Regions from separate parts of the Sus scrofa genome. Here region 2 is linked to region 1. Evidence: chromatin contacts called from public Hi-C data. All regions are on one chromosome and are shown on one strand. The core of a region is the stretch at or near the end of the contact, and the rest is flanking DNA. Distances in the headings are between cores, read along the strand shown.

Region 1 (3,843 bases), core at 561-3,060:
TCTCAATAAACTGTGACAAGAAGGGAAGTTACTCAACTTGAAATAATGCATCAATAAAAACCCAGAGCTAACAATATGCTTGATGGTGAGTCTGAAGGCTTTCTCTCTAAGATCAGAAACAAGACACAGATGTCTGCTCTAATCAGTTCTATTTATCACTGTAAAGAAGGTGCTACCAGGAAAACTGGGTAAGAACATTTCAAGGGTATATACATTTAACTCCTCAGGCAGACACAAAAGCACACAGATGTTTTCACAGCACATATACGACACATGCAGACACAGACACAAAACTCTGAGAATTAATGGCTCAAACACAAGGATATTCCCAAAGATCCCAAGGCTTCTGTACTCCCCTCAGTTTAGGACTAATCACCATCAGACATGTGGTATAATTTTACTTAGATTTCTCCTTTCTTCTCTCCTAGAATGTCAGCTTTTAAGCACGCAGGGATATTTCCTTGGCTTTGTTCACCACAACACCTACCAGAAGGCCTGTCACCAAAGGAGATAGATACTAATTGAATGGCAGGGCTCACAAGGAGTCAAACAGACATACACACTCACATGGAGGTTTTACAGAAACTTCATCATAGGCCCAGAGCTTCACACAGTGAATGGTTCTTACTCCCATCCCCTATGGTAGAGGGGTGTCTTCTGGTTCCCCATCTATTCCCCAAAAAGGGTGTTTGGGCTCCTCCTAATGGGGAAGAGGCTTCACACTTCCTGACACCCTACAGTATAAAAAGCACATCTCTACAATAATTACATAAAATGGGAGACTATGGATGGCAGTGTCATTGCTGGAAAAGGCACACACACACCCTGGTTTTACACAAACTTCATCACAGGCCCACTCCACCTGATCTTAACAGAGTGAACTGTTTTCAGCTCCATCCCCTGTGACACATGGGAGTCACGGAGGCCCCCAAACCGACTCTCCTAATGGCAAAAGGACTTCAGACTTTCTGGGCTGACAGAGTACACTAGGATCTTCTCTTAAGAAAAACTTCTCAGGGAGTTCCCTTCGTGGCTCAGTGATTAACCAACGTGACTAGTATCCATGAGTATCCATCCAATCCCTGGCCTCGCTCAGCGGGTTAAGGATGTGGCGTTGCCAGAGAGCTGCACTGTAGGTTGCAGACGCGGCTAGGATCGCGCTGTTGCTGTGGCATAGGCTGGTAGCTGCAGCTCCTATTCGACTCCTAGCCTGGGAACTTCCACACGCTACAGGTGAAGCCCTGAAAAGACAGACAGACAGACAGACAGAAAGAAAGAAAGAAGGAAAGAAAGAAGGAAGGAAAGAAAGAAAGAAAGGAAGAAGAAGGAAGGAAGGAAGGAAGGAAGGAAGGAAAGAAAAGAAAAGAAAAGAAAAGAAAAAACTTCCCAGGAGCCTGAAGAGGTGTCTCGGGGTCCGCAATGACTGGAGTTGCGTTCCAGCCACTCACGTTGTTCCAATTGCTTCCAGAAACTCACCCCTCACGATATGACCCCTTCCTCACTTTGCTTTCCTACTGGAGGTTCAGTGAGGGCAACAAAGGTTTCTGCATTCTCCCTTGGCCTCCATACCCTCTGGGCTGTCTCCTCCGGACAGTATCCATCACCCCCCAGGTCTCACCGGCACACAGAGGTCCGCCCCCTCCCCCCCCGCCTCTCCCGGGCCTGGATCGCTGTCCCTACTTGATCGGGGAGCAGCGGCCTCGACACCTCAGATCCCTGGTCTCCTAGACACAAAGAGATCACTTTAGGGGCTCTGGAAAGCACTGAAAGCTGTGGCAGGAACAGGTGGGTACGTGGCTCTGCCCCTTTCCGCCTCTTCCCCTGCGAAACTGGGAGCTGGTCCTCCAACTGAGCCCCCGCCCCCTCCTGCGCCTGCGCACTTCAGGGAAGGCGAAAATCCCGTTAGGCGCCTTTCATCTGGAGACCGTACCACGTTGAATACTAGAGTTTTGTGAAGCAAAGGGGGCGCCAGCCTGAAGAGGGTCTGGCTGAGTTCGCCATTTCCCACAGACAACGGTGCTGGAGATCCGCAGAGATTTTCCTGTACCAGAAAAAGAGCAGTCACCGGGCTCAGTGCAACAGCTTTGTGGAGGCCGATCCTGGGGGGGAGGGAGCAGGACGTGTTCAGCGCATGCGCTGCCAAAAACTCTGGACTGCGCCAGGAAACTAAGGGAGGGTGATGTGGTGATAGTGGTGTCTGTTTGAGTGACAGTTACTGGAGCTAGGACAAGGCAGGGCATCTCTTTTCAACATTATTGGTAGTTTTGAAGCTATTGTAAAACTGTACTTGTTGGTAGAGGTGATGTTTGTCTGACAGCGAGGAATTGTGTGTCCGAGGGACCTGAGCCTCACAGCGTTTCTGTGTTCCGCCACTGCTTCATCTCACAGTCACTTGGGATTCCAACAGAAAATGTCTAGAGTGGGATAGTGTTGCACAAATATTTCCCAGTAAGCAGGTACAGAGTATGCTAGAGATGGGAAATGTAGAAGCTAGAAATGGTCTCAAGACCTGCTCTGGGAATTCGTAACATTGATGCTCAAGGATTAGATTAGGACGCACTCAAGTCATATCCTACTTGGGGAGATCTGAACACGCACCTTTGTGTCAGGGCACAGCATTGCCACATCTGACCCAAGAAACCTGGAGTCCACTCAAAGATAGACCCGGAGAACTCTATCACTTTCTTACCAGTTATGTGAATGACAGCGAGAGGGGGTGTAACTTTGGAGGGTGTGTCCTAAGTCAGACTTGGTACCAAGAAAAGTCCTGTTGTGATCCATGACCTTCTTTCTTTCTACTCCTTCCCTTTTCTTCCTATGAAGGACTCCAGGAGGTAGAAAGAAGTGTTACACATGTAAAATTCAAGTTTCAGGAGTGTTTAACACTCTCCTAGCATGTGAAAGCATTTACGTTGTTTTCTATTAGTTTTTAGAATGTGCACATACGATTTTGAGTGTAGCTGTGAGTTTTACAGATGTATAGTTATACTACTACCAAGTTAGAAGATACTTCATCACCCCAAAGGAACACTCTGGTGGTGCCTGGTTGTAGAGAACCCTCCCTACCCTTAACCACTGATCTGTTTTTAGTTCTTATAATTTTGCCCATTTCACAGTGTCATGTGTGGAATATCATGTTGTCTTACGAATTGTTGGAAAGTTTGATTCCACATTTGTAAAAGTACATAATTATGCATACCTGGTAGTGTTCTGAGTTTGCAATTTTTGACATCGCCCAGAAAAGCGGCACTGATTATGCCTTTGACATAGAGATTCCACTGTTTTGAGTTATGTGAACTGACATAAGACCCCATGCTTAACTTTCTTCATTTGCATTATGGGAGCAAAAATGGAGACAAGAGATCAAATGAGATACTAATAATTATAAAATCACATGTCAAACTGCTAAGAAAGCATAAATTACTGCTGGAACAAAACGGAGCAAGTTTGGACTTCCATTGCTGTTTAATTAAACAAAAACTGTCACCTTTTACCTTATCTTCCATAAAATCTGAAAGTGTGAACATGGAAACGATCTCTGAAAACAGAAAAAGTGAGCTTTGAAATTTTTGTGCATAAAGCTCCCAGTTACTCCTCTTATAACAAGGCACAGAAAATTTCCTACTTTGCCACTACATGCAGATATTACTCAAAATGATACCCTCTGTTTAGAGTCACCTAAATTATTCCTTGAACGTCCATAGATATTTTTGGTCTCCCTTCTTCTCTTCCTTTTTGGCCATCCCACAAAGCATATGAAGATCCAAGCCTCAACTGCCACCTACACCAAAGCTGCAGCAACTCCAGAGACTTTAACCTATGGTGCCTGGATCGAACCTGCAT
Region 2 (3,461 bases), core at 223-2,722, 510 kb after region 1:
TGGCTGCAACATATTTTGTTTACAGACAGTGAAGCTGAAACACTTCCGATTCAAAACCAGCCTAAACTTGGGCCTACTTTTTTTTTTTTTTAAAGGGCCACATGTGTGGCCTGTAGAAGTTCCCAGGCTAGGTGCTGAATCGGAGCTGCAGCTGATGGCCTACACCACAGTCACAGCAATGCCAGATCCAAGCTGCGTCTGTGATCTATGGCAATACCAGATCCTTAACCCACTGAGCAAGACCAGGGATCGAACCTGCATTCGCAGATACTAGTCAGGTTTTTAACCCATTGAGCCACAATGGGAACTCTCCATGTTTTTTTTCTTCTAAAATTTAATTTAATTTAATTTTCATATTACTCAATGAATTTATTACATTTATAGTTGTCCACTGATATAGCATTTCCATCCCAAACCTCAGCTTTCCCCATCTCCACGTCTTTTTTTATATTAGAATCACTCACCTGGTATCTGGACTTACTGAGGCTCAGGTTCTTTGCATTTCATTGCAGAAGGAATTCATCAAGAGGCAAAGTGATAGGCAAGAAATAGATTTATTAAGGTAAGAGCCTTGTGAGGGGATACTAGTGGACAGGCAAGGAGGCTCTACCCCAAGGATCAGGTGGGCTATATTTTCTATAATCCAAGGAAAGTGGGGAGGGGGAAAAGACTGCCTCTTTCTCTTTCTTCGAGTCCTGCTATGCTGCAACGGGATTGGCAGCATCTCTGCACTGCCAGGACACAGGCTCGAATCCTGGCCCTGAACAGTGGGATAAAGGATCTGGTGTTGCCACAGCTGTGGCGTGGGTCACAACTGTGGCTTGGATTCAATTTCTGGCCGGGGGACTTCCATATGCCATAGGTGTGGCCATAACATTAAAAACAAAACAAAACCCCAAACCCTGCAATTCTGGAGTTCCCTGGTGGCCTAGTAGTTAAGGATCCAGCATTGTCACTGCTCTGGTTTGTGTTTGATCCCTGGCCTGGGAACTCCATATGCTGAGGGGTGGTAAAAAACAAACAAACAAACAAAAAACCCAAAACGACCCAACTTGCAAGATCCTTAACCCCCTGAGTGAGGCCAGGGATCAAACCTGTGTCCTCATGGATACTGGTCAGATCGTTTCCATTGAGCCACGACTGGAATTCCCACAATTGTTTTATTTTTATTTACTTATTTGTTTATTTATTTATTTTGTCTTTTTGCCATTTCTTGGGCCACTCCTGCGGAATATGGAGATTCCCAGGCTAGGGGTCTAATCAGAGCTGTAGCCACCGGCCTATGCCAGAGCCACAGCAACGTGGGATCCGAGCCGCATCTGCGATCTACACCACAGGTCATGGCAACGCTGGATCCTTAACCCACTGGGCAAGGCCAGGGATCGAACCTGCAACCTCATGGTTCCTAGTCTGATTCGTTAACCACTGCCCCACGATGGGAACTCCGCACAATTGTTTTATTTTTAATCACAGTCACAGTATCTCTCTCTTCTCTCTCACAGCCTCTTCTTGCACTGCCTCAGATTAGGGTCTGGTGGCCCCTCCCCTTTTGGACCCCAGACAGTGCTGCTCCTGGGTGCAGAGGGAAGAGGAAGCAGAGATTCATATGTCCTGCCGGTTGGATGGATGGAAAAACTGAAACACTTAACGCCACTTTCCTAATGTGCCACAATTTGGGAAGCCTTGGGGGAAGCTGAGTTTGCAGCTTCCCTGTGGTGAAGGAACCAGGAGTAGCAAGTATGCGCCTGGTACCAGGAGGCTCCCTGGAAACTGCTGTTGCCGGGACTTGAGGACCGTGAGACGTCCTAGCTGTGTGTTTCTGCTGCCCCCGTGTGTCTTAATTTGGAATTGCACGAATTGTCCAGACTGGCACCAATGTCCTGCTTTGAGAAGGAAGCTCAAGATACCAAGGGTCCATCCCCCTGGAAAAAATGCCTCTAGGAGGATGTGGGTACATCAGGCAGCCTCTAAGGTAGCTAAGATCCCAAAGGGCCCTCGTATTTACTCCGTGTGTAATGCCCTCTCCTTGAATGTGGGCTAGACATGTGACTTGCCTCCAACAAGTGGAGTATAGCAAAAATGATAAAAACCCATTCTGATATAAGATTATAAAGTTTGTTGGAGTTCCCATTGTGGCTCAGTGGTAATGAACCTGACTAGTATCCATGAGGACTCGTGTTCGATCCCTGGTCTCACTCAGTGGGTTAAGGATCTGGTTTTGCTGTGAGCTGTGGTAGAGGTCGAAGATGTGGCTCAGATCCTGCATTGCTGTGCCTGTGTCCTTCTGATCTTCACTTGTCCCTTCCTCCCTCCCCCTCCTCCCTACCTGCCCTCTCTCCCTTTCTTTGTCTCTCTTTCTTTCTCTGCCCTGTGTAAAGCTCCATATATCAAGTTTCTTGGGATGGGCTATGATGGAGGATAATATGAGAAAAAGAATATGTATGTATGTATGACTGGGTCACTTTGCTATATGGCAGAAATTGGCACAACACTGTAAATCAACTACACTTCTTAAAAAAAAAAAAAAAAAAAAAGAGGTCCCAGAGTTCCTGTTGTGGCGCAGTAGAAATGAACCCAACTAGGAACCATGAAGTTGCAGGTTCGATCCCTGGCCTTGCTCAGTGGGTTAAGGATCTGGTGTTGCCGTGAACTCTGGTGTAGGTCACAGAAGCAGCTCGGATCCTGCATTGCTGTGGCTGTGGTGTAGGCCAGCGGCTGTGGCTCCAATTCGACCCCCGCCTGGGAACTTCCATGTGCCCCGGATGTGGCCCTAAAAAGACAAAAAAATAAAAATAAATTTAAAAAAGGTCCGTATGTCCAGGAGCTGCCATCAATCAGTGGACAACTGAGATCTGCTCAGTGTAAGGCTGGAAACAGATCCCCGTCTTTTGTCAAGATATGAGATTATGGAGTTCCCGTCGTGGCGCAGTGGTTAACGAATCCAACTAGGAACCATGAGGTTGCGGGTTCGGTGCCTGCCCTTGCTCAGTGGGTAAACGATCCGGCGTTGCCGTGAGCTGTGGTGTAGGTTGCAGACGCGGCTCGGATCCCGAGTTGCTGTGGCTCTGGCGTAGGCTGGTGGCTACAGCTCCGATTCAACCCCTAGCCCGGGAACCTCCATATGCCGCGGGAACGGCCCAAGAAATAGCAACAACAACAACAACAAAAAGACAGAAGACAAAAGACAAAAAAAAAAAAAAAAAAGATATGAGATTATGAGATTACCACAGTTCCTGCTAATGACTTTTTTTTTGGCTGTGCTCGCAGCATGTGGAAGTTCCTAGGCCAGTACGGACCTGAGCCGCTGCAGTGACAACATCGGACCCTTAACCTGGTGCACCACAAGAGAACTCCCCTGCTAACATCTTTATTGAAGCCTTATGAGAGACCTGAGCCAGTCACCCAGCCAAACTACTCCCCATTTCCTGGCCCAACGAAACTACAAATATTAACTGTTGGTT

The links. A called contact is a pair of places that touch in the nucleus more often than the background predicts.
Region 2: a Hi-C map of omental adipose tissue shows a contact between it and region 1, with 4 times the contacts expected there. The contact joins two enhancer-like sites. A contact is called at or near these places in 1 of 5 promoter capture datasets (liver) and 22 of 47 Hi-C or Micro-C datasets (alveolar macrophages, blood, brain and 13 more).

Annotation. Positions count from the first base shown.
Region 1 is chr2:66,583,186-66,587,028 of Sscrofa11.1, forward strand. No RefSeq gene overlaps it. Among named protein-coding and RNA genes, the nearest start is that of MAN2B1, 260 kb to the left of the region's middle. Within about 2 kb of position 1,811, at least 54 of the 83 cell types and tissues checked have an H3K27ac peak or open chromatin away from gene starts, as enhancers often do. A contact at or near this core is called in omental adipose tissue, where this site is marked.
Region 2 is chr2:67,096,724-67,100,184 of Sscrofa11.1, forward strand. No RefSeq gene overlaps it. Among named protein-coding and RNA genes, the nearest start is that of R1C1, 7.4 kb to the right of the region's middle. Within about 2 kb of position 1,473, at least 1 of the 83 cell types and tissues checked has an H3K27ac peak or open chromatin away from gene starts, as enhancers often do. A contact at or near this core is called in omental adipose tissue, where this site is marked.